2 separate regions of the Mus musculus genome follow, and region 1 is linked to region 2. The links are chromatin contacts, called in public HiChIP or PLAC-seq maps. All regions are on one chromosome and are shown on one strand. Each heading gives the region's core, a stretch centred on a gene start, on an enhancer-like site or on the middle of the called end of the contact. The rest is flanking DNA. Distances are from core to core; before and after follow the strand shown. Region 1 overlaps Gm7194 (a long non-coding RNA gene). Region 2 overlaps Baalc (brain and acute leukemia, cytoplasmic).

Region 1 (6,734 bases), core at 3,774-6,273, 96 kb after region 2:
ATTAAAATGACCTTTTAAAGGTTTTCCAAGTGAATTATTTTGCAAACATACACTACTGATGTGTGCACGACTTATGTATTCCCTAGTTATTTTTTACTTACACTGAGTTTTAAAATAATTACATAAAGATTCTATTAAACCCCATGCACACCCATAAAATCTAAGTATATTATTATTCTTGTACATATAATGTATTTATTTAAAATTTTGTTGTTTTTTAAGATAAAGTCTCAAAAAAAAAAAAAAAAAAAAAAAGCCGGGCATGGTGGCGCACACCTTTAATCCCAGCACTTGGGAGACAGAGGCAGGCAGATTTCTGAGTTCGAGGCCAGCCTGGTCTACGAAGTGAGTTCCAGGACAGCTAGGGCTACACAAAGAAACCCGGTCTCGAAAAACCAAAAAAAAAAAAAGAAAAAGAAAAAAAAAAGATAAAGTCTCACTACATGGACTTGGCTGGCCTTCAACTTGGGGTAATCCTCCTGTCTTTGCCTCTTCAGTGTTGGAATCACAGGTTAATTTGTTTCCGACTCAGAAAATGTCCCAGTCTGAGTAGACTCCACACACTAGCTAGACATCACCAGCCCCCATTTGTTTCTGCCCTTCAGGCTGCCTATGGTCTGTCAAACAAAGCTGATCATGACAAACCCTGGTTGCCACTTTACATCTCTTACTCACTACCACAGTTAGGACAGGCTTTCTGGGAAAAGAACAACATGCTGTTTCTAAAGCTGCCCCCTCCCTTGGTAGGCTCTGGGCAAATAGAAAGTGAAGAAAAACAATCGAGCTGGCAGGCCTGTGTTTCCTCAAAGGACAGTCATCACTGCCTGGTCACTGGCCCTCAGACTCCCGGGTTACAAATGCTGGCTGAAGGCTTTTTTTTCTGTCTGGACGGAAATCACAGATACACAGGCGCAGCCCTGACAGTTGCAGCAGCTCTCAAAGCTTACCTTCCAAATCCATTAGTTTTAGCTTCAAGCCCTGGGAATAGAGACTTTGCAAACCTTCAAAGCCAAGGGTTTATGCTGTGCGTGCTCAAGACTTGCTGCCTACACTCAGTGACAATTACAGCTCTGAGTCTGGGACCAAGGCTCTTAGCCTCCTTTTGAGTGTTTCAGCCCTGAGTTGGAACTATGTGGGCTCTAGTACTGTGGTTCTCAACCTGGGTGGTGGTGGTGGGGTGTCTCAACCCTTTTGGGAGTCACATATCAGTTAGTTACATTACAATTCATAACAGTAGCAAAATTACAGTTATGAAATAGCAAAGAAATAACTTTATGGTTGGGGATCACCACAACTTGAGGACCTGTATTAAAGGGAAGGTTGGGAAGCACTGCCCACTGGCTCTCTGGCACACCTCAGATGCCTATTTGTTGCTACTTCCACACTAGAGATGACAGGCCATGTTTTTTTGTCCTCTCTTCCTGTAGTCATCTCTGCCCTCTTAGCAATAAAGACTGCAAATAGGCAAAGAAGAATGTATAAGGCCTAGTGTTAAAACACTTGGCAAGATGTGGGGGTGGGGGCAGGCATTAGTGCACAGGAGAGGAGCCTCCCAAACTAACTCTAGAAAGGGGTAAACAGGTTGTATTGCCAGAAGAAGGGTGTGGCACATTGTGCTTGCATAATAGATCTACCTACCAGTCACAGCCTGCCGTAGGCCCGTGTCCAGTCCCACCAGTTACAAGCTTTCCATCAATCATATGCTTGGTGCTAGAGTAGCCCTTCTTTGTCCCAGACACTATTGAGGACTGCTATTACAAGTTCTATAACAGCCAAGAGTAGGCTCTTCTGTAGCCATTGCAGGCTAGGCCATTGGGAAGTCACAACTGAGATGAAGTTTTCTATTCCCAAAACTTGTAGCTAGAGTAAATCTTCCTGAAGCAGAAGTTTATGTTTTTAGCAAGTGCTATAGCTTCAGTGTTCCTTGCAGCTGGAGTGAAGGTTTCATCCATGAAATTATTGAGGCAGTAGGGATGCCGCGATGACAGTGGTCAACAGAGGGACTTCTTGGGCAACATCTCCCTACTCAAGGCAGCCAGGAGAAGGGTCTGATATGTTAATCTAAAAGTTCAATTGCCAGGGTCTCCAACAGCTTAGCTTACTTATTGGAAGGAAAAGCAAACATTAATGTGTTTATAATATAGATAATATCATCTGAAATGGAGTCTCATGTAACCCAGACTTCCCTCAAATTTGCTATGTAGCTGAGGCTGACTTTGAATTTCTGATCCTCCATCCTCCTTCTCTCATGCTATGCTGAAGACTGAATCTAGTGATTCACACGTGCAAGGCAACACTATGCCAGCTGCTATGTCCTCCTTCTCCTGGACCTATTGGTAATAGTAGAATTCTTTTCTCTCAGAAAGTTATTAGTTCTTTGAGGATTTCATGCAATGTTTTTATCGTATTTGTTTTGATCTAACTCCTCACAACTTTGTATCTTTTTTCTTTAAACACCCATCGCCTAAGTTAAGGTTTCCATTGCTGTGAACAGACACCATGACCAAGACAACTCTTATAAAGGACAACATTTAACTGGGGCTAGCTTACCGGTTCAGAGGTTCAGTCCATTATCATCATGGCAGGAAGAATGGCAGTATCCAAGCAGACATGGTACTGGAGAAGGAGCTGAGAGTTTTACCAATTGTTCTGAAGGCAAACAGGAGAAAGACTGGCTTCCGGGCAGCTAGGAGGAGGGTCTCAAAAGCCACCCATACATTGACACACTTCCTCCAACAAGGTCACATCCCCTAGTAATGTCACTCCCTGGGTCAAGCATATTCAAACTATCACACTCATCAAGCCAAATTTGTGCTGCCTATACATTCTTGTATTGTGTGGTTTTCCACTGGAACACACTCTCAAAGAAAAGTTTACTCTCCCTCTCCATCAGCTAACAGTTTCCAATCATTCCTTGGCTAGGAGTGGGACTTGTTGTCCATCTCTCCTCTCCATGCTGGAGTTTGGCGGGCTTGAGATTGCACAGATCCTGTGCGTGCTATCACAACTACTATGAGTTCATGTATGAAGCTGCCCTGTGGCATTTAGAAGACACTGGCTCTTTGCAGTCATCTACTGCCCCTGTTTCTTATATTCTTTCCTCTCTCTCTCTCTCTCTCTCTCTCTCTCTCTCTCTCTCTCTCTCTCTCTCTCTCTCTCTCTCTCTCTCTCTCTCTCTCTCGCTTCTGTGCAAGGATTCCTGAGCTTTGGGAGAAAGGATGTGATACATATGTCCTATTTTAAGCTAAATGATTTACAGTCTCTTTTCTTAGCCTTAGCCAGTTCTGGTCTTACCATATGGGTCTCACAGTTCTATTCACAGTTGTTAATCACCAACTGCTGTGAATAGAACCTTCTCTGATGAAGGTCATAGATGCATTAACCTATGAGAGTAACCAAAAGTCATTAGGAGTCAATACTATGTCCATTAGCTGGATAATGATAATAAGTTCTTTCCTCGAGCCTAGGACATGTAGTGACAGATTCTTGGCCTGACGGTGGTGTGAGGTATGGGTTTCATCTTAGAGTGGGATGTGATCAAGCAGAAAATGATTCTTGTGTTACTATTTCACCCATGGTCGTGCCTTACCATTACCATTATCTGTCATTATCATAGCTTGCAAAATTCAAAGCTGGGTCAGAATGGTGATTACGTGTCTCCTCCAGCAGTGTCCATACAGATTCCTGTGCATCTGTGTTCACTGCTTCCCTATTCACAACAGCTAGGAAATGGGAACCATTTAGATGTTCATTAACTGACTAATGATAACGAATGCGAGTTGTATTAAACATCACCATTTTCTTCTTGTTTTGAAACAGTTTCTTGTGATGTAGTCTTAGTTGACTATCAACTCACTGTGTAACCTTAGCAGACTAGCAACTTATATATAACCCAAGCTGGCCTTCAACTCATAGAGGTCTGCCTACTTCTACCTTTCTGGTGCTGGGATTCAAGGTGTGCTGCACTATATCCCACTTAAACATTAACATTCTCAACACTATTTTACAGTACCAATTTCCTAGCCTAACACTCCTAGAGAGACAGGCCCTTCCTGCCTTCTTATGTGCAGTCTTTCCAGACATCATATGATAAAGATATTTTGGTTTTGTTGTAGTTGAGGTGTTAGAGATGGAACGTGGGCTTTAGGCATGCTAGACAATTGCTCTTTCTATGTATATACCTGGCTTCCCAATGGTGTTTTGCATGGGACAAGAGAGCTCTTGGATTTTTAAGGCCAGATAGAGCACATCTGACCTCCACAAGTACACAGTGAGGAGAAAACTGAACGTGAGTATGCAAGAGATAAGAATACATAAAGAATGCAGTTACAAAGAATGAACAGAAGTTTAAATACCTTGGTATGAAAGCCTCCAAGGATAAACAAACAAACAACCCCACCCCCATCAAGTAGCTAAATTATACTTGTAAATAACAGTGCTGTGTAAACAACCCCCAGGGGATGATACATTAGGTTTACTATGGTTACATATATGTAAGTTTAGAAAGCTTCTATTATGTTCTTGATTTGACATCACCATTAAGATAAGGCATAGTGTATACATTTGTATATATTTTTGCATGTGTATATCCAGATGTATGTGAAAATAATCAGCTTAATGATTTTCAGTATTTTACTGTCATCTTGGAATTTATAGTATTTACTAGTTAAAATTTCCTTTTTCCTTCATTCCCCATTTTTCAGAAATTGCATATTTCTTTCTGGAACACAGCACGCAAGATCTTATCTAGTCATTCTGCATGTGAAAACTAATATATGAAATATATAACTGGCATAGTTGATTATTCCTCCTGCTGTAGCTTCGTTTAAAACTTGACTTTGACAATTTTTATGTTTCTGGATAGAAAGCTTAGAAATATCTGGCATGTCTCACCTATACTGAATTCTAAGTTAAATATTTCAAGATGCCTTTGGTCAGCCAAGCCTGACTCTTGGTATGCAGACATGAGCAAATCACTAAGAAAAATAATTAAAATTTTTACTTTGGATAAGCGGCTTAGAAACCAGAATATCTGTTGAACATATTAGCAGTGACTCATAACCACATGAGTTAAATATCCTGAAGGATGAAGTGTTTAGCTCATAGTTCTGGATGTGTTAGGATCTAAAATTATTATAACTCTAAAAAATGATATTGAATTAGCTATACTGGACCTGATTTCTAACCTCAAGGCCAAGAATTCGCTAATAATGTACCCTGCTAGGCTCAGACATGACAGGAGCCTCCCTGTTTACCTCTCTTAGACTGCTTCGTTCCAAGTCTCTGTCAGACAGAGGACAGAAATATTTTTGAGGCAGTCCAGGGCGTGACTTGCTTACTTCTAGTGAAATGCCTAAAATCTCAGAACAAAAGGAGTTCTAGTGACAAGTTGTAAAAGAAGAGAAACCTTTTGGGAGCTCCCTGGGGGTTCCACCATGTGTGGATTTCCTCCATCAGCCAGAAAGGAAGAGAGCTGGCCATGGGTACACCATCAGGAAGGGAAGAGAGCTGGCCATGGGTACACCATCAGGAAGAGAAGAGAGCTGGCCATGGGTACACCAGCAGCCTGTGTTAGTATGTTCCTGTTCTTGAGCATCACAGAGCCATTGCACTATGACTTCAGGGTTTTCTAGGCTACTATTCGTACAGGAATTTTAATCCAGCAACGGGGCTGTTCTGTCAAGGGATCACATCTGAAGACCTTCTAGGTCTGTGTGATCTGGCTGGAATGTAGACACGCCACATACCTTTAATCCCTCTGGCTGGAATACACACAGTATCAATCAGTCCGGAAAGAGGAGCTAAGTTCTGTCATCCAGCAGTGTGGTGGCTTTTCCTCCCGCCATAAATACCTAGATTGCCAGCCAGTTTTGAGCAACTCACAGTCTCACCTCATAGATAGCAAGCATCCTTGCCAGCTCACAATGGTTAGGTTCATTTCCTTTATGTGTCTAATATGTGTGCTTGTGTGTGTGCATGTGCGTGTACATGCATGTAGAAGCCAGAGGTAGATATTGGGTATCTCATTCAATCATCTACTTTCTTTAAGACGGGTCTCTCACTAAACCTGTAGCTCACCAGTTCTGCTAGCTGGCAATTCTTCTCATGGGCTAGCCAGTGAATTCCTTGGATGGGTCTATTCTTACCCCTCCCCTCCCTACACCCCCAGCTCTGCAGTTACAGACACGTGCCTGGCTTCTTTCGTTGGTGCTGCGAACCTGAACTCGGATCCTCATAGGCTTCATGGCAGTTATTTTTCCAATCAAGTCACCCGCCCCCCCCCAGCCCTAAGTTTCTGTTACTCTTGCCAGAAGCATATTAATCAATTTAACAATTACCTCCTTGGAAGTGATACCTATACCCCAATACAGAGGGTAGGTCACATGAGAAACACAATCAATGTCTACCGAAATATGCTGTGACTATATGTCAAACCCTATGATGACTCCATCTAAAGGCGCATCATCTAGGTGAGCCTAAATGTCAGCTTTTTTGTGCTTCTGGCAGAGAACCAAAGTTAGAGAGAGCAGGTGAGATCTCTAGGTCAGTCAAAGCACTAGCCATCCTCACAATCTCAGTTTGATTCCTTGAATTCACCTGGGAAAAGAGAATTACTCACTCCATGAACACAGTGTGTTGTGTGCACGTGCTTGCCACATGCAATCACACACACACACACACACACACACACACACATCAAAAGTAAAAATAAATTAAGATGATAGGTCGGGATT
Region 2 (6,805 bases), core at 193-2,692:
GTTTGGAAAGCCAGAGGCTGGTTGATGTATATTCCTGTTGACATAGTCTAACAAGGCACTCACTGTATTGAAAAACAGGCACCAACATGGTAAAGCGATGCTTTGATAGGAACCCTTCCCCAGCATTCCTAAGCACACCTTCCTGCAGAGTATGACACAGCATGAGTCTGAAAGGACTGTTAACATGCTTGGGCTTATTAAGGTCCAAGTCATATCAAACTGTACCAACAAACTCACATCTAGCAGCAATAGTAGTCTGGCGGCATGCTTACGTGACAGTTCAAGAGAAGTCACCCAAGCGGATTAAGATGCAGATGCTCACTGCTGTCTCTGACTTATTTCTCCAACACAAGTAGAACTGTAGACTGTATGTTTATTAGTGTTAAGATTCACTGCCAACCTTGTGCCAGCTACAGTAACAGTCGCAGAGGGATTTGGAGTCGGGAAGTCACGACTGTACTTCTGACTCTGTGAGGAGGCTTGGTACTCAGGAGACTGACACGGACCCTGTGGCACAAGACCAATGATTGCAGTGGAATCTCACACTTAGGTAAAGGTAGCTTTCTGTCAATCACAGATGTATGTCTTCTCCTTTGCCGTATACACCACAGTTCCCCCGCCACCCCCAACCTCTCTCATCTTGACTCCTTGTCAAAGGGCTTTTAGGGAACTTCATGTTCTGACAATTTAACTAATAAAACAAAAGCAAGCCCCGTGACTCCTGTGTCCTCAGCGGCATTGCTGGGCAGGAGTCCTTCCACAGGGTTGGCCATGGGTCCAATCCTGCAAGCTCAAGGGCTTGCGCTCCAGGGCATGTGCGCTGTGTTTTGACATGCTGCTTCCCCAGTTGATGCTATCGGCCATGGGCTAAGGCCGGCTTCTCTTCCCAACTCTGTGTTTGCCTCAGCTCATTGGAATTTACCATCTGGGAAAGTTGTCTCTGCAAATACAGAAACACGTTCTCACTCTGCGAGGAGAAGGGAGGGAGGGAGGGAGGGCCTGTGATCTGGCACACCATTGAAATTTCCATCTGGCAAGTTTTAAATGTGTGTTTAAAGCAGGAACTGACTCTTACTATCCTAGTGGGATAACACTTTCCATTCTGAAGTTTGTGTCAATAAAGTCATTAATTTCAAACATATGTGAATGGTTACAGAGGCTCTTTACTGGAACCTTAAATCTGTATGCACAGCTGGTTAGAATTTTTTGAAACAAAGGCGTTTCACATAAGTCAAACAGCCCTATGAATTAGATGAACTAGATATGGGGGCTGCAATTAGCTCTAACTTACACTTACAGAGGGATTTATAACTTTTTAGCCAGGAATTGGTGACCTGGGATGCCAGATAGGAATGTCAGCCAACGATCAGTGCTTCCTCACCATTCCCGTACCTGACTCAGAATGTCCAGCATAGTTGAAACAGATATCGAGAGGGAGAACTGTCTCATACCCTGAAACTGAGCCAACCCCAAGCTTAGGAGGACAGGGGATGACTGGAGAGGGCTATGATTAGAGAGCTGGGGCCAGCCTGGGATCACTTAGCCTTCTGGACAGGGTAAGCCTGGCCTTGTATGAGAAGGCTCTCTGGGTTAAGGTCAGGAAAGAAGTTCATAATTGAGGAAAGAATAAACTGTCCTTATAATAGGTGTCTGGGCCTAAAGATTAGGAACTGAGGGCTACCTAGGTTGCAGCCAATGCCCTGCATTCACAAGATGTTCCTCTAGCTGCCCGTCTCCCCAGTGCACTCAGACCTATTTGACCAACTAACCTCCATTTGTGGCCGCTCCCCAGTGTCACAGAAAGACCTCTCCTCCATATCTGTTTCTCTAAGCAGGGTCTCCAAGGAGGGGCTGTTTTGCTGAAATCAGATCAAAGGCATGGTTTATTCAGCTGCCCTGCTGTACAAACATTGGAATTCTATGTACATAGATCCAGCAGGCACCCCTCACTGAAAACTCCATATACATTCTTTCCTTCTCTGCCAATCATACATTGATTTATAATAAGCACTGCACTTGTGAGTCTCCTTTTCCTCCTGCTGCTTAGAATGTGGAGGGAAAAGCTGCAGACATACTGGTCCATTGGGACAGTATGTCACCTGTCCTTGGCAGTGGAGCAACCAAGCTATTTGAAGCTATGCCAAACGGAGCAACAAATCGGAAGAAGACGGGGTTCCTGGTTCTATGCAACCTCCCTGAGCCCAGAACTGTACATACTTAGGCCATCTGAAACCAAGAAATATACATCTGCTTTATTTAATCTACTCTTACAGGTTACAATTCATCAGCAAACCTAATTCATTTTCTCTTGAAGAACTGGAAGGTCTTTGTCCCTGGTCCCTTGGTACCAAGTTTGCTGGAGCTGATGTCTGCATATCTAGAACTGGTGCCTGCAGACCAGTGTGACGTACATATAGTAACTCCGCCTTTGTCACCTGCCTGAGGTGCATGGCTGTGCAACCCCTCTCCAAATATCTGGTTTTCTTGTTCTTATAAGGGTCTTTCAAATACAGATTGTCCCTCATCATTTCCACAAGTCTGGGAAGTAGCTAATCTTGGAGAATTTCTCTGAGGAGGTAAGTTGCAAGTATGATCCAGTAGCTAAAGGTATGCGCTTATTCACTTTCATGTACTATATTTATTAAAAAGTTTTGATGTGCCAGAAATTGGAAATTATTGCATCTGTCTGTCTGTCTATTTATTGTTTTTATTGTTCTACTAAAATATTATCTCCTCAAGAGCAAGGGCCATGTCTACTTTATTGCCAATTTCTAGTACATTAAAGCTTTTCAAAAAATATAGACTGCATTTTGATCTTATTTATGCCCCCAACTCTCTCAGATTCCTTTTCCACCCCCTGCTAACCTCTTCTTCACTACTACCCTCCACCCTCACCCCAGTTTCTTGTTGAAGTGTCTATAGTGAGATTATTCATGCAGCACTCTACAGTTCCCGTCACTGGTGATAAGAACATTTCCTGCATCAGTTTAGAGAAGGTAGTTTCCCTGGGTTTTATCTCCTTCTCTCAGGAGGAAAAAGAGTCAGAGCTTTACTCTTAGAACATTTTCTAAAGTGCTGTTAGGTCTATTATATATTGCTATATGTGTGGATGTTTTTGCCCGATGTATGCCTGAGCTACCTGGTATCCTTGAAGGCCAGGAGATGTTGGTTGAATCTGCCAGGAAGGAGTTTATAGGTAGTAGTGAACTACCATGTGCATGCTGGAAATTAAGCCCAGTTCATCTGAAAGCGTACATCTGGAAGAATCGCCAGAGCTCTTAATGCTGAGGTGTCTTTTCAGTTCCTTCCTTGCTTTTTGGGGCAGTCTCTCACCTACCCAGGGCTTAGCAATCAGGGCAGGCTGTCTGTTCACCGAGCCCTAGGGATCTGCCTGGTTTGCCTTCTCAGCACAGAGATTACAAGCACAGGCCACCATGCCCAGCTTTTAATGTGGGTGCTGGAGATGGAACTCAGGTCCTCCTGCTTGCGAGCAGGCACCGTCCCAAGTGATCAGTCTGGAGTTGGAGCGCTCCCAAGACGGTGGTGGTGGTTGTGAGTTTAAAAGACAGAGCCTCAGTATCCTAGTCTGGCCTTGAATTTACCATGTAGCTGAGGATGGCCAGGGCTGTGGGACTCTGTGAAGGCATTCCTAGCAAACGCATATAACACAACACCCTAGAAAAATACTTGAATATTTTTATAAGCTGGGTGTGTGGGCCACTGCTCAGTCTTCTGGAACTTGGGTTCCTAGGAATAAGAGCAACGGGGGACAGAAGAACACCGTTCCACAGGGACTCCGCTGCATCTACGTCCCCTGAAGTGCTCCCCAGTGGAGGATAACTGCCTTCCTTGACTGGGGGACCTTCCCCTTCTCCTTCCAGCATATGGACGGCCAGGACATTAGTGCTACTGATGCTTGTTCATCTCCTTCACTCATCCCAGCATCCTTCACTGAATGACTGCTTTGGGAAGTTCAATTTTGGATTACTAATGCTAAGAGCTGTGTTTTATATCAGTTCCTGAAATTTTCCCAGATGCATTAACTCCAATCACCCAGCAAGTAGCTAGTTTAATAATATACCCCTTTATTGAATGCTTCTCTAGGTAGGCGTGCTGCTGTAGTGTGGGCTTCAATATGAACACCATCCTTTTTCCTGTCTCTTTTTTATTACTACATTTAAACACCATAGATATCAAAGACTTGGTTTCTACCTCCTTCTCCCAACCACGCCTAGAACATGAGAAAAGTTCTCAGCTGTCAGTGTGTAACTAACTCCAGATGTATGCTTTTAGGTTTTTGCCTCCAAACAATTTCGCCTGATCCCATGACCTGAGTGATTTGCATCCCAGGTCTTCTGTAATCCAAGCTCCTATGCCACGTATCTGGGAGGTCTCTGGACACTTTCATTTGCATGGCCAGTGGGGCAGGGAAGTCTTAGTCCTGAGCACTAAGCAAGGCTATATCTCTTAGCCTCTCTTGCACTCATATAATGAGAGTTTTAACTTACTTCAAGTTGTTCCCACAGCCATTACCCCGGAAGACCAGAAAAGACAGCACCAAAAGGGATTTATGCTTAGTTATCTGGGGCGCGGGGAGGCGTGTAGAAGTAATGAAGGATCTGATGCAATTCCTCCAGATCACTTGAGCTGAGTTTGGTATTAATTGCCAGAATAAGTTTTACAGTTTCACTCTTACAGATCGGTGTTCTCTTGGTGGAATTCCGTTTAATATAGGAATGGACTGGGGTGTAGCTAAGTGGGTAGATTTCTTGGGCAGCATGTACAAGGCTCTGTTGTCCATCTCTAGCTCTACATAAACCAAGCACTTAGGAAGATCAGAAGTTCAAGGCCATCCTCAGCTACATGGTAAATTCAAGGCCAGATTAGGATACTGAGGCTCTGTCTTTTAAACTCACAACCACCACCACCGTCTTGGGAGCGCTCCAGACTGATCACTTGGGACGGTGCCTGCTCGCAAGCAGGAGGACCTGAGTTCCATCCCCAGCACCCACATTAAAAGCTGGGCATAGTGGCCTATGCTTGTAATCTCTGTGCTGAGAAGGCAAACCAGGCAGATCCCTAGGGCTCGGTGAGCAGACAGCCTGCCCTGATTGCTAAGCCCTGGGTAGGTGAGAGACTGCCCCAAAAAGCAAGGAAGGAACTGAAAAGACACCTCAGCATTAAGAGCTCTGGCGATTCTTCCAGATGTACGCTTTCAGATGAACTGGGCTTAATTTCCAGCATGCACATGGTAGTTCACTACTACCTATAAACTCCTTCCTGGCAGATTCAACCAACATCTCCTGGCCTTCAAGGATACCAGGTAGCTCAGGCATACATCGGGCAAAAACATCCACACATATAGCAATATATAAATAAAACATTTTTTAAAAAGGAAGATGACTCGTAAGGAACAACTCCAAAGTTGACCTCTGCCCCCGCTGTGGATCCGAAGCTGTGGGGCACAGAACTGGAACAGAGTGAGGTAGAGGTGTGTCCAGACCCCCCTCCCACCCTGAACCTCGTCTGTCCTTACATTGGCAGGAGTAGGATTGCCCCACCTCCTACCTCCTGTCCTCTGCCCTCTGCCCTCTGTCCCCTGCCCCCTTCCCCTTGCCCCCTGGCCCTTGCCCCCTGCCCTGGTCCTACATGTCCCAATGCACATTGCCTTACAACTCCATCTCTGTCTCCTTGAGGTAGTCATGTAGCCTGGCAGCCAGGTTACAAGTTAAACTTCCTCTCTTGTAAGGTCATGTCCAGCAGCATGTCCAGGAAATTCCTTCTTATGTTAATGAGGAGTACCCTGGCCTGGGCCAGTGATATATATTCACTCCCAAAGTCCCTATCCACTCCCCAAAGGTTTAAATAGTCTTTGTTCCCCCCAATTAAAAGAGCTGCTCAATGAAGCTTGCCTCCCTAAGAGTCTGTCCCCTGAGATCTCTGTTACCTTGGGTCATTCATTCCTGCTTTCTTTCCCTCTCAGGCTCAAAGGACGATCCTGCCATTAAGGGAGGGGGGGCAGAATGGGAACAGCACCCCTGCCATTAACAACGCACACGCACACACACGCACACAGAGAGACAGAGAGACAGACACACACACAGAGAGACACACACAGACACACACGCACACACACAGAGAGACAGAGTCAGAGAGAGAGACACACACACACACACAAACTGGCACACACAGAGACAGAGACAGAGAGACACACGTACACACACAGACACGCACACACACTCGCACATACTCAACCCCTCTCATCTATGTGCATTCACAAAACAAGATTGGCCTTTCTGATCTAAATATCCCATTGCCTTTCAGCAACATTGCCACATGCTGAGAAGATAGCTAAACTTTGCTTGCTTTTTAAATTTTACTTAATTATCCAAAGGTTATCTCCTTATACTCTAATAGACAAAGCAACTGTTGAATGCCCTGTGGTAGCCAGAGGATCTGTAAAAACAGACTTAACATGGGCTTCACCTGCAGAGGGCAAATCCGAGCTTGAAGTCTTCCAGCTGTGTGTCCTGGGGCATATGACACAGCTTCTGAGACTCACTTCCTTGAATGAAATAACATCATCGTTTTGAGGGTGTCTTGTGAGGATTATGTGAGATAACAAATGTAGATAATATGGCTTCTGCCACAGGTAATTATTGCTCTGCATGTCAGGTTCCATTCTAGCGCCTAATGCACTCTGTCTCTGATTCATCAAAGCCCTGCCCCGGTGAGCCTTACCAACTCCACTTTATATGTGAGGAGAAGAGCTAAAAGGCCCAGTCACACAGAGACAGACAGAGCC

What was found. HiChIP or PLAC-seq counts read pairs in DNA pulled down with a chosen protein or histone mark.
Region 1: an H3K27ac HiChIP or PLAC-seq map of embryonic fibroblasts shows a contact between it and region 2, with 16 read pairs. The contact joins two enhancer-like sites. A contact is called at or near these places in 1 of 15 datasets of contacts at CTCF or cohesin (the NIH/3T3 cell line), 2 of 484 Hi-C or Micro-C datasets (stem cell-derived epiblast-like cells and uterus) and 3 of 115 datasets of contacts at active chromatin or transcription factors (embryonic fibroblasts, extraembryonic endoderm stem cells and vascular smooth muscle cells).

What each region holds. Positions count from the first base shown.
Region 1 is chr15:39,042,713-39,049,446 of GRCm38.p6, forward strand. The region is part of intron 1 of Gm7194 (a long non-coding RNA gene); the gene reads left to right. Among named protein-coding and RNA genes, the nearest start is that of Gm7194, 3.9 kb to the left of the region's middle. Within about 2 kb of position 5,024, at least 29 of the 459 cell types and tissues checked have an H3K27ac peak or open chromatin away from gene starts, as enhancers often do. A contact at or near this core is called in the NIH/3T3 cell line and embryonic fibroblasts, where this site is marked.
Region 2 is chr15:38,950,124-38,956,928 of GRCm38.p6, forward strand. Baalc (brain and acute leukemia, cytoplasmic) reads left to right here. Exons shown (of 2, transcript NM_080640.6): 2 at 1-1,141. Among named protein-coding and RNA genes, the nearest start is that of Baalc, 20 kb to the left of the region's middle. Within about 2 kb of position 1,443, at least 88 of the 459 cell types and tissues checked have an H3K27ac peak or open chromatin away from gene starts, as enhancers often do. A contact at or near this core is called in the NIH/3T3 cell line and embryonic fibroblasts, where this site is marked.